Linked DNA regions of Hordeum vulgare: region 1 is linked to region 2. Evidence: chromatin contacts called from public Hi-C data. All regions are on one chromosome and are shown on one strand. Each heading gives the region's core, a stretch centred on a gene start, on an enhancer-like site or on the middle of the called end of the contact. The rest is flanking DNA. Distances are from core to core; before and after follow the strand shown. Region 1 holds the start of LOC123442899 (zinc finger CCCH domain-containing protein 2). Region 2 holds the start of LOC123442898 (transcription factor MYBS3-like).

What was found. Hi-C and Micro-C count contacts between places; a contact is called where the count stands out from the background.
Region 1: a contact with region 2 is called in a Hi-C map of leaf, with 5 times the contacts expected there. The contact joins the promoter of LOC123442899 here to the promoter of LOC123442898 in region 2. A contact is called at or near these places in 1 of 6 Hi-C or Micro-C datasets (leaf) and 1 of 1 datasets of contacts at active chromatin or transcription factors (embryo).

Annotation. Positions count from the first base shown.
Region 1 is chr3H:45,348,219-45,352,540 of MorexV3_pseudomolecules_assembly, forward strand. LOC123442899 (zinc finger CCCH domain-containing protein 2) reads left to right here and starts at 2,681. Exons shown (of 1, transcript XM_045119079.1): 1 at 2,681-4,322. The coding sequence starts at 2,796. The coding sequence ends at 3,935.
Region 2 is chr3H:45,057,639-45,062,162 of MorexV3_pseudomolecules_assembly, forward strand. It overlaps LOC123442898 (transcription factor MYBS3-like), which reads left to right and starts at 2,594. Exons shown (of 3, transcript XM_045119078.1): 1 at 2,594-3,173; 2 at 3,623-3,819; 3 at 3,917-4,524. The coding sequence starts at 2,831. The coding sequence ends at 4,294.

The sequences.
Region 1 (4,322 bases), core at 1,431-3,930, 290 kb after region 2:
GTACTACCGAGTGGGCCTAGAGATATCTCTCCGTCATACGGAGTGACAAATCCCATTCTTGATTCACATCAACCCAATAGATACCTTCAAAGATACCTGTAGAGCACCTTTATAGTCACCCAGATACGGTGTGATGTTTGATACACACAAGACACTCCTCCGATGCCTGAGAGTTGCATGATCTCATGGTCATAGAAACAGATACTTGACATGCAGAAAACAATAGCAATAAACAGACACAATCACATGCTCGTTCATAGTTTGGGTCTTGTCCATCACATCATTCTCCTAATGATGTAATAACGTTATCAAATAACAGCTCAAATCTATGGTTAGGAAAACGTGACCATCTTTGATCAACGAGCTAGTCCTTAGAGGCTCACTAGGAAGAGTGTGTTGTCTATGTATCCACACATGTATTTGAGTTTTCAATCAATAGAATTATAGCATGGATAATAAACGATTATCATGAATAAGAAAATATAATTTTAACTAATTTATTATTTCCTCTAGGTCATATTTCCAACAACGGTGCCACCTCCTTCTCGTCGAACGCGATGGCCTTCGCGAGGCCCTACCCGTAGAGCACAACATTGGTTTTATCCTTTCGCGAGCGACGCTACAACTCCTCTTCCTCCTACCGCGCACTGCGTGCGAAAATGGCGGCCTTGATGGCGTCCGCCTTCACCAGAGCCAGAGGGAGGAAGTCCTCTAGTTCGGCAATGCCATCGCCCCGCCGCTCAGCCTCCTTCTTGACCGTACGGAGCGAGGGAAGCTTCTCTGGCTCCCGTTTCATTGGGGTGTGCGACGAGCGGGAGCTCGACGCCTCGGAGGAGCTGCATGCGCTAAAGAAGAGCGCTGTGTGTGTGGTCGTATTCCTCCGTCTAGCGGCGGAGGAGCGACGACGGTGGCTCAAGTCCGCAGTTCGTGTACTGTAGGGCGGAGCGCTTCCATGCCACACCAGCTATGACGCAACGCCTCTGCTCGAGGTTATTGTTGTCGCGCCGGCCGAAGCTCCACATCCCGCGGATCAACGGGTGGGCGGCGAACTTTAGCCATCGACGTAGGGAAATAGAGGCGATGAATGGGGAATTGCGGCGACAAAAACATAGGGTTTCGACGAGTATCGACCTTGCGCATCCGTATATATACCGTACGAGAGGGGTGAAGGGGGTGACGTGTGTGTTTGTGGGCAACTCTAATTTGATTACGGACCGGCCCGAATATACGGAGTCTAGTTTGGTCAAAAAAGGACCAATCCGTATACTACCGAAATTCTACGAGCCGCAACCTTTTATGGGGTTTGCTAGAGTTCCTCTTTGTAAGCTTATGTGTGCGCGTGTCGTTAGATATTTGTTATATTTGTTGCTGTTCCGTCTAGAAAATCTCCAACGTTTCCAACTGTCAATAATAATACGCCCAGTTTAAGTTAGCAGCTAAGTTTAGGTTTCTAACATAAAATTATTTAGAACTACATGGATGTGGACATCCTGGAAACTTTCCCCCTACCCTCACACAAATATCTAGTTCTGTCCTCTTAAGATATTTGTGATTATCTTTTGATCAATATTTCTCACTCATGAATAATATTTGCTATTTACACCCAGGAGAATGCTCATGGATCTATGTCCGTTTTCAACAACCGTTATTATTAAAGCATCTTCAATAGCATGTGTATATTTTAATATTTTAATATTTATATAAATCATAATCTATTATTTTTCTCAACTTTAAATTTAATTTTGCATTAAAACATATATATATATATATATATATACGGAGACCATGATGGATGAAAGGTAGAAATTGTGACTACAATTGAGTTTGGATGATGTCTTCACATTGTCAATGTCGATTTGAAAAATGTACATGTTTGAATGATTGCATAGACAAGCTACTGAACGCCTGTTGTGGTCTCACATCTTGAAAAACGAATATAGACATCCATATAAATAACCTATCGGAGACGCTCTTACGGAATTTACGGACGTTAACAGTCAAAATAATTCTTTGCCACACTAGTACTCCTTCAGAGAGAAATAATCCAGCGGAGCATAGTTAATAGTTGCTCCTACGCTAAGTGGAAAGGCAGGACGATTCTAAAATCGGACGCAGCCAAACCGGTGACAGGCACATGCGAGTGCAGCGGTACACATACACGCTCGGGAGTTGGGAAAGAAAAGAAAAAAAAAAGGAAAAAAGGGCAAGCACCCATCTGCATGCACGCATCTGTCCAAGCCGCGCCACCACTCCCTACCCCAGGTTTCCAGAAACTACACGAACCCAATATCTTCCCCCGGACCGGACCCCAAACCCCAAACCCCCAACCTATACACGTAGCCCGCTCCCCTCAAAAAAAAAAAAAAAAAGATCGTAGGGCTCCCTCCCTCCCCACTCCACGACGTGTCCCTGACCCGTCCCCCGCTCGAGACACCTCGCCCTCCCGCATGCCTCCCCGCCCGCCGCGTGTATCGCTCCGTACCGCCCCTTTATCCCCGCCTCGCCTCGTTCCCTCTCGCTGACCGTGGGCCATGGGACTCCGGTGGGGGCGACGTGTCAGCGGGGTCAGCGGGGTGGCTGCCTGGCTACCGCCGTGCGGGGAGGCAACGGCGTCAGTTAGCTTGTACGACCGCGCCGTCTGTGGTTGTGGGCGAGGGTGTTTATAAGCGCGCGCCGCTTGGTGTTCTTCTCCACAATCCGTCCGAGACCCACCCACCTTCAGTCCACTAGCAGATCTCTTCCTTCCCGTAGAGCAGACGGTAGAGCAGAGGCAGCGCCCAGCTCTCAGCCTAGACATGATGATGATGAGCGAGGGAGTGAGCGTGCCGCCGTGGGGCAACCTCCCGGTGAGCGGCGTCGACGCCGGCGGTGGCGACGAGACGCCGTTCCTGTTCGCCGCGCTGCGCCAGTACCTGCCGTGCAACGACATGGCGGGCGCGGGCGGCGATGACGAGGACGAGGCGGCGGCCATGGCGGCCGCGGTGGACGCGTACGCGTGCGACGAGTTCCGCATGTACGACTTCAAGGTGCGCCGGTGCGCGCGCGGCCGGAGCCACGACTGGACCGAGTGCCCCTTCGCGCACCCGGGGGAGAAGGCGCGCCGCCGCGACCCGCGCAAGTACCACTACTCCGGCACCGCCTGCCCCGACTTCCGCAAGGGCGGATGCAAGCGCGGCGACGCCTGCGAGTACGCGCACGGCGTCTTCGAGTGCTGGCTCCACCCGGCGCGCTACCGCACGCAGCCCTGCAAGGACGGCACCGCCTGCCGCCGCCGCGTCTGCTTCTTCGCCCACACCCCCGACCAGCTCCGCGCCATGCCGTCCCAGCACTCCAGCCCCAGGAGCACGCCGCTGTCCCCGCTCGCCGAGTCCTACGACGGCTCCCCGCTCCGGCGCCAGGCGTTCGAGAGCTACCTCAGCAAGAGCATCATGTCCTCCTCGCCCACCAGCACCCTGCTCTCCTCCCCGCCCAAGTCGCCCCCGTCCGAGTCGCCGCCATTGTCTCCCGACGGGGCCGCCGCCTCCTTCCGCCGCGGTTCATGGCCCGGCGTTGGGTCGCCCGTGAACGACGTCCTCGCCTCGCTCCGCCAGCTGCGCCTCGCCAAGGCGCAGGCGTCGCCGTCCGGTGGGTGGCCCGCCTACCCCACCTCCCCTGCCGCCTACGGCTCGCCCAAGGCCGGCGGCCTCTACAGCCTCCCCACCACCCCCATGGGCACTCAGACCAGCGCCTCCAGCTTCATGGCCAACCTGGAGCCACTCAACCTCCGCTTCCTCGACGACGAGGAGCCGGTTCAGAGGGTGGAGTCCGGGAGGGCGCTCCGGGAGAAGGTGTTCGAGCGGCTGAGCCGAGACGGCGCCGCGCCCCGCAGCTGCGACGTCGGTGCCGGAGCAGGAGGAGGCCCCGACGTCGGGTGGGTCTCAGACCTCATCAACTGAGGCAGCCCGTTCCTTCTTCCAAGTTTACTTTGCGGAGTCGCTCAACAAGATGGCATGACGGAGGTGGCGGTAAGAAGAAGAAGGAAGAAAAATGGCACCCCAAAAAAATTATCCTCAAGTTTCTTTTGCTATTTCAAGTTGCTGCAAATTCCTGTACATAGCTGCTATCTATCTCCCATGTGAATATTCCTGGTTGGCGGAAGGGAGGCAAGATGAAGGAGGAGGATGGGTGGATTTGTTTTGGGGTTCTTGAGGAAGTAGGAATTTACCCAAAAGGAAAAATTACCAAAAAAAGGAGGGAAGAGGTGGATTGGAACTTGGATGGTGGTGGTCCTATCTGTTGTGTTGTGCATAGGTGGAAGGGTGGGTGGTGAAGCATGGAAGGGA
Region 2 (4,524 bases), core at 1,344-3,843:
TTTGGGGTTAGTCCCATTTATAACATTGCAGATTTGTAGCCATATTTGGGTGAGGAAGATGAGCTTCCATCGAGGATGACTTCAGTTCAAGAAGGGGAGGATGATGAGGACATCAACACAATTATTACACCCACAGCCCCAGCTACCATACATACTGGACCAGTTATTAGAACTCGTGCACGCCAATTGAATTACCAGATACTTTGTTTTTTGGGAATACTTTTAATGTTCATGAACATATGATGTTGCCTAAGTTAGATACTTTTGTTGTGCTCATGAACGAAGGACCTAGCATGGATAAGAAGGATATCCGTTGGAGCGGGATCAAGCATGAAGAAGAAGGTACACGCGCGGGAGAGAACAATGAAGCTTCCGCTGGTGATTTTCGCACTCTAAAGCCACCATAAGGAGAGCATGAAGGCTTTGGACGAAATATTCAAGACGCCACTTTATAAATTTCGTCCATAGGCTATTATAGGTGTTGCGCCACCTTATTTTTGGGCCAGGCACATGTAATTTTGAAATACCATAATATATGCTATTTTTAGAGTCCGTATGTGTGGGGAAACCGAGTTTAGGGCTGTTTTCGGACCTCTCCTCCAAGGGTCACGAAATTGCCTCTCTATTCCCTCATATATACAGCTCTTAGGGCACCGTTTAGACTTGGGTTTTGTTTAGATTACAAGTTTGCCATAGTTGCAACTTCCCGTTCTTCGTTTGTGTTCTACGACCAGACAAATGCGTCACAGAACCCCACCTTCATCAATAAAGTTTTCCTCTTATATTCGCAATATCTTGATTACAATCTTGGTTTCTTGCTTGTTCTTCGTTTGCGTGCAGGAAACAAACCTTCGTGGTCAGGTTGATCGTGCTCCGATGTGATCAATAACCTCTCGGAGTTGGTTTAGCGATTGCTAACGCGCGACGTCCTCACACGTTCGTAGTGGATCGTCAAAGTCTAGTCCACCAAAACGATACTCACGATCTCATTGAAAGACATGGACAACTTCGCCTCTCTCAGAAATTACTCAGCATACTATTGTTCCTTCTATGAACAGAGAAGGATATGCACAGAAATGTTCTTTACAATACTGTAGCAACACAACACCTCCGATAAGTTATTCTAGAGAAGTACTACTGCTTGTGCTATCAATAATTGAAATCGTCGTTGTCAGCAGGGCACTGTAGCATATTCATGATCGCGCTGAGGCATCGGGATATGCTTGTAGGCACACATGTAGCAAAGATATTTTCAACATGTAGGAGTATAGTATAGCAGAAGCCTTAGGACGCTAAGCAATCGCTGTTGTCAGTAAAATATGGGTGGACTAAATTGTCAAGTAAAACTAAGACTTGGTAATTGGTATGATCCATTTTGCATGCGTACACACTAGAGATAACTTAAGATTGTCAAAAACACTGGAGATAACTTAAACGCATGTGATTTGTTAATCTGAATGAGGCACCTACCTTCTTCAACTTTCTTTAACTCGCCCTGGTTTGGTGTGGATTAATTAGGCCAGGACAAACTTCATCTTATCTCCATATGTGTAGTCTTGAGGACCAAAGACTGGCCGGTTGTTGATTACTTGATCTACCAATGGATGGGAAGGCATATGGCCCATACAGAGTTCGTGGTAGGAAGCATAGAAAATGGATGCCATTGCCAAAACTCCAGTGAGAACACAGCACAAACCGAGGGAGTAGGAGTAGAACAAGCACTTGTCTGGCATTTTCTATCCCGGAACCAAAGATAAACTGGCTAGAAAATATTTTCCAATAGCTGTGTAAGGTACAGAATACTAGCACGTCTCACTTTTTTGTGGTTGTTATGGTGACGACCTTTTTGTCCAATCTTGGATCTTGGCACCTAACCTTGATAACAACTATGCTTGCTTGCATAGAAAGGCCTCTTCTGCTCCTCCTCCCTGTCACTCCTGTTATTAGCCAATGTCCTTTGGTCCTTGGGACAATGGAAGCTAAAAGAACTGCACCACAACCCTTGAGCAACCCCAACAACCTTGTGTCCTCAGCTTTGTTAATCACAACCCTATCTCCGTTGAATCTCCTATTTCGTTTTCTCATACTTAGTTGCGTGCACTAGAATACAAGATTCCAAGCCGCTCAGGACGTAGCAAAACAGTATCTTTCTCTCTTCTCGTTTACTGCAACTTGGAAATGCATCTGGGGGTGAAAGTGAAACTCTTTCATGTCATGTCCATCCATCCATTGATTTGTACGTAGTATGTATGAGCCAGCAAAACAGACTTTCTGTAGATATTTTCTGGCACTTCACATTGCTTGTGTGTGGCTTTCAGTACTGGTTATTAGTAGTACACCATTAGAGGGATTTTTTTTCCTAAAAGAGGCTAACACAAGACTTTTCCAATCGGTTAACCATGCCGGACTTAGAGAGGAGAGGAAAACACAGAGAGGCGATGGTATAGGATTCCTGATATGAGCCATACAGGAGCAACATATACGGCATGACGGCGACGGGGCGATGGCATTATTGGCATCCAGGGACTGGGCAGATTCCACCGGATTCCAGGTGCAGTTAAATATGCCAGCATTCCCAGCACTTGATTGAATTTGTCAATACCTTAAAGGGAGACGATGCGATGCCAATGCGTCGCCTTCATCGGCACAGGTGTGCGCTCCCCAGCAAATCACTAGTCCCCCGCCACACCTTTCTCCTCTATTAAGCCCCAGATGCTACGTCTCCCCCGCAGTCCACACCATCATCTTATCCCGGGGCCTGAGAGCCAGACGAATTATCTCCTTCTTCTCCAACCTTCTTGGTTTCCAACCTTGTGTGCCGTGGATCGGCATGGCGAGGAAATGCTCGAGCTGCGGCCACAATGGCCACAACTCGAGGACCTGCAGCGGCCACAGAGGCCTCGAGAGCGGCGGCGGCGGTGGCCTGAGGCTGTTCGGGGTGCAGCTGCAAGTGGGCGCTGCGCCTCTCAAGAAGAGCTTCAGTATGGAGTGCCTGTCGTCGTCGGCGTCGGCCTACTACGCGGCGGCCGCGGCCGTGGGTGTTGCCGCGTCCAACTCGTCGTCGTCCGTGTCCTCGTCGTCGTCGCTCGTCTCGGTGGAGGAGAGCCCGGAGAAGATGGGCCACGGGTACCTCTCGGACGGACTCATGGGCAGGGCTCAGGAGAGGAAGAAAGGTGAGTCCATCCTGCTATTTCTTCAACTGTTCCTTGGTTCGGCACACCACTGTGACACGCTTTCATTAACCATGCTTTGGATCTGGGCGATTATGATCTTTGATAATCATCATCATGATATCTATGTGTTCCGATTATGAAATAATCTGAAGATACTCTCTTTTTCAACTAAAAATCTGAAGATTCTAGTTGACGCATGAGTGTTTATTTGGATCCTCTTCTCCAATTGTGCCATCCGTTGCTGTCCATAAGTTTGTCTGCCAACTTGATGAGGGATAGCATGGCAGCTGACTTTGTTTGCATCCCTGCAGCTACTTAGTCATTTATTTCAGAACACTAAATATCATTTCTTTAGGTTGGTACTGGTAGAATTTAGTGCCATGTTTTTCATCTTACTAATAAGATGTCAGATTATGTTCATACTGAACTTGTAAGTGGATTGTGACCAGGGGTTCCATGGACTGAGGACGAGCACCGGAGGTTCCTGGCCGGCCTGGAGAAGCTCGGGAAAGGCGACTGGCGAGGCATCTCCCGGCACTTCGTCACCACGCGCACGCCGACGCAGGTGGCCAGCCACGCCCAAAAGTACTTCCTCCGGCAGGCCGGCCTCGCGCAGAAGAAGCGGCGCTCCAGCCTCTTCGACGTGGTACGTGACGTACTACCCTTCATCGTCGTCATCCTCGTTGCACTTGCACGTAGCAATAATATCAACAGCAACGAAACAGCTGACATGGTCTCTTCAGGTCGAGAAGAATGGCGACAGAGCAACCACCGAGCGTCGCCACAGGCTAAAACCCGACGCCACCAGCTCCGTGGACGCGATGGGGTTAACGTTCCCTGCTCTTTCCCTCGGCGCCAGCCGGCCGAGGCCGGACGCGGCGCTACCTCCGTGCCTGACTCTGATGCCGAGCTTCTCGTCGCCGTCGGTGAGCCGTGCGCCGAAGCTCCCTCCTTCCCTGGGCCTGGTGGCAAATGCGAATCCTCCTCCTCGGCAGGCACCTGACCTGGAGCTCAAGATCGCGTCGACGGCCGCCCGGAAGACCGATCAGCAGGCCGGTGCCGCCGCCGGTTCGTCGCCGTCGCCGAGGACGCCCTTTTTCGGAACCATCAGGGTCACCTAGAGCGAGCCAAAGACTACCGAGACGACGGCCAAAAAGAGATCTTGACGACGACGACGACGACGAACAACAAGAAGAAGAAAGAGCCTTTGTTAGTGGCGTGCTACGTACATTAGCAGCATGTATGCCAGCCTCAGTAATCGTGCGTGTGTTGCTGGCATGGCATTAACAAAATGCCATCACCGATCCATCCTGTATTATCACCATCATCGTCACTAAGACCCAACTTTACT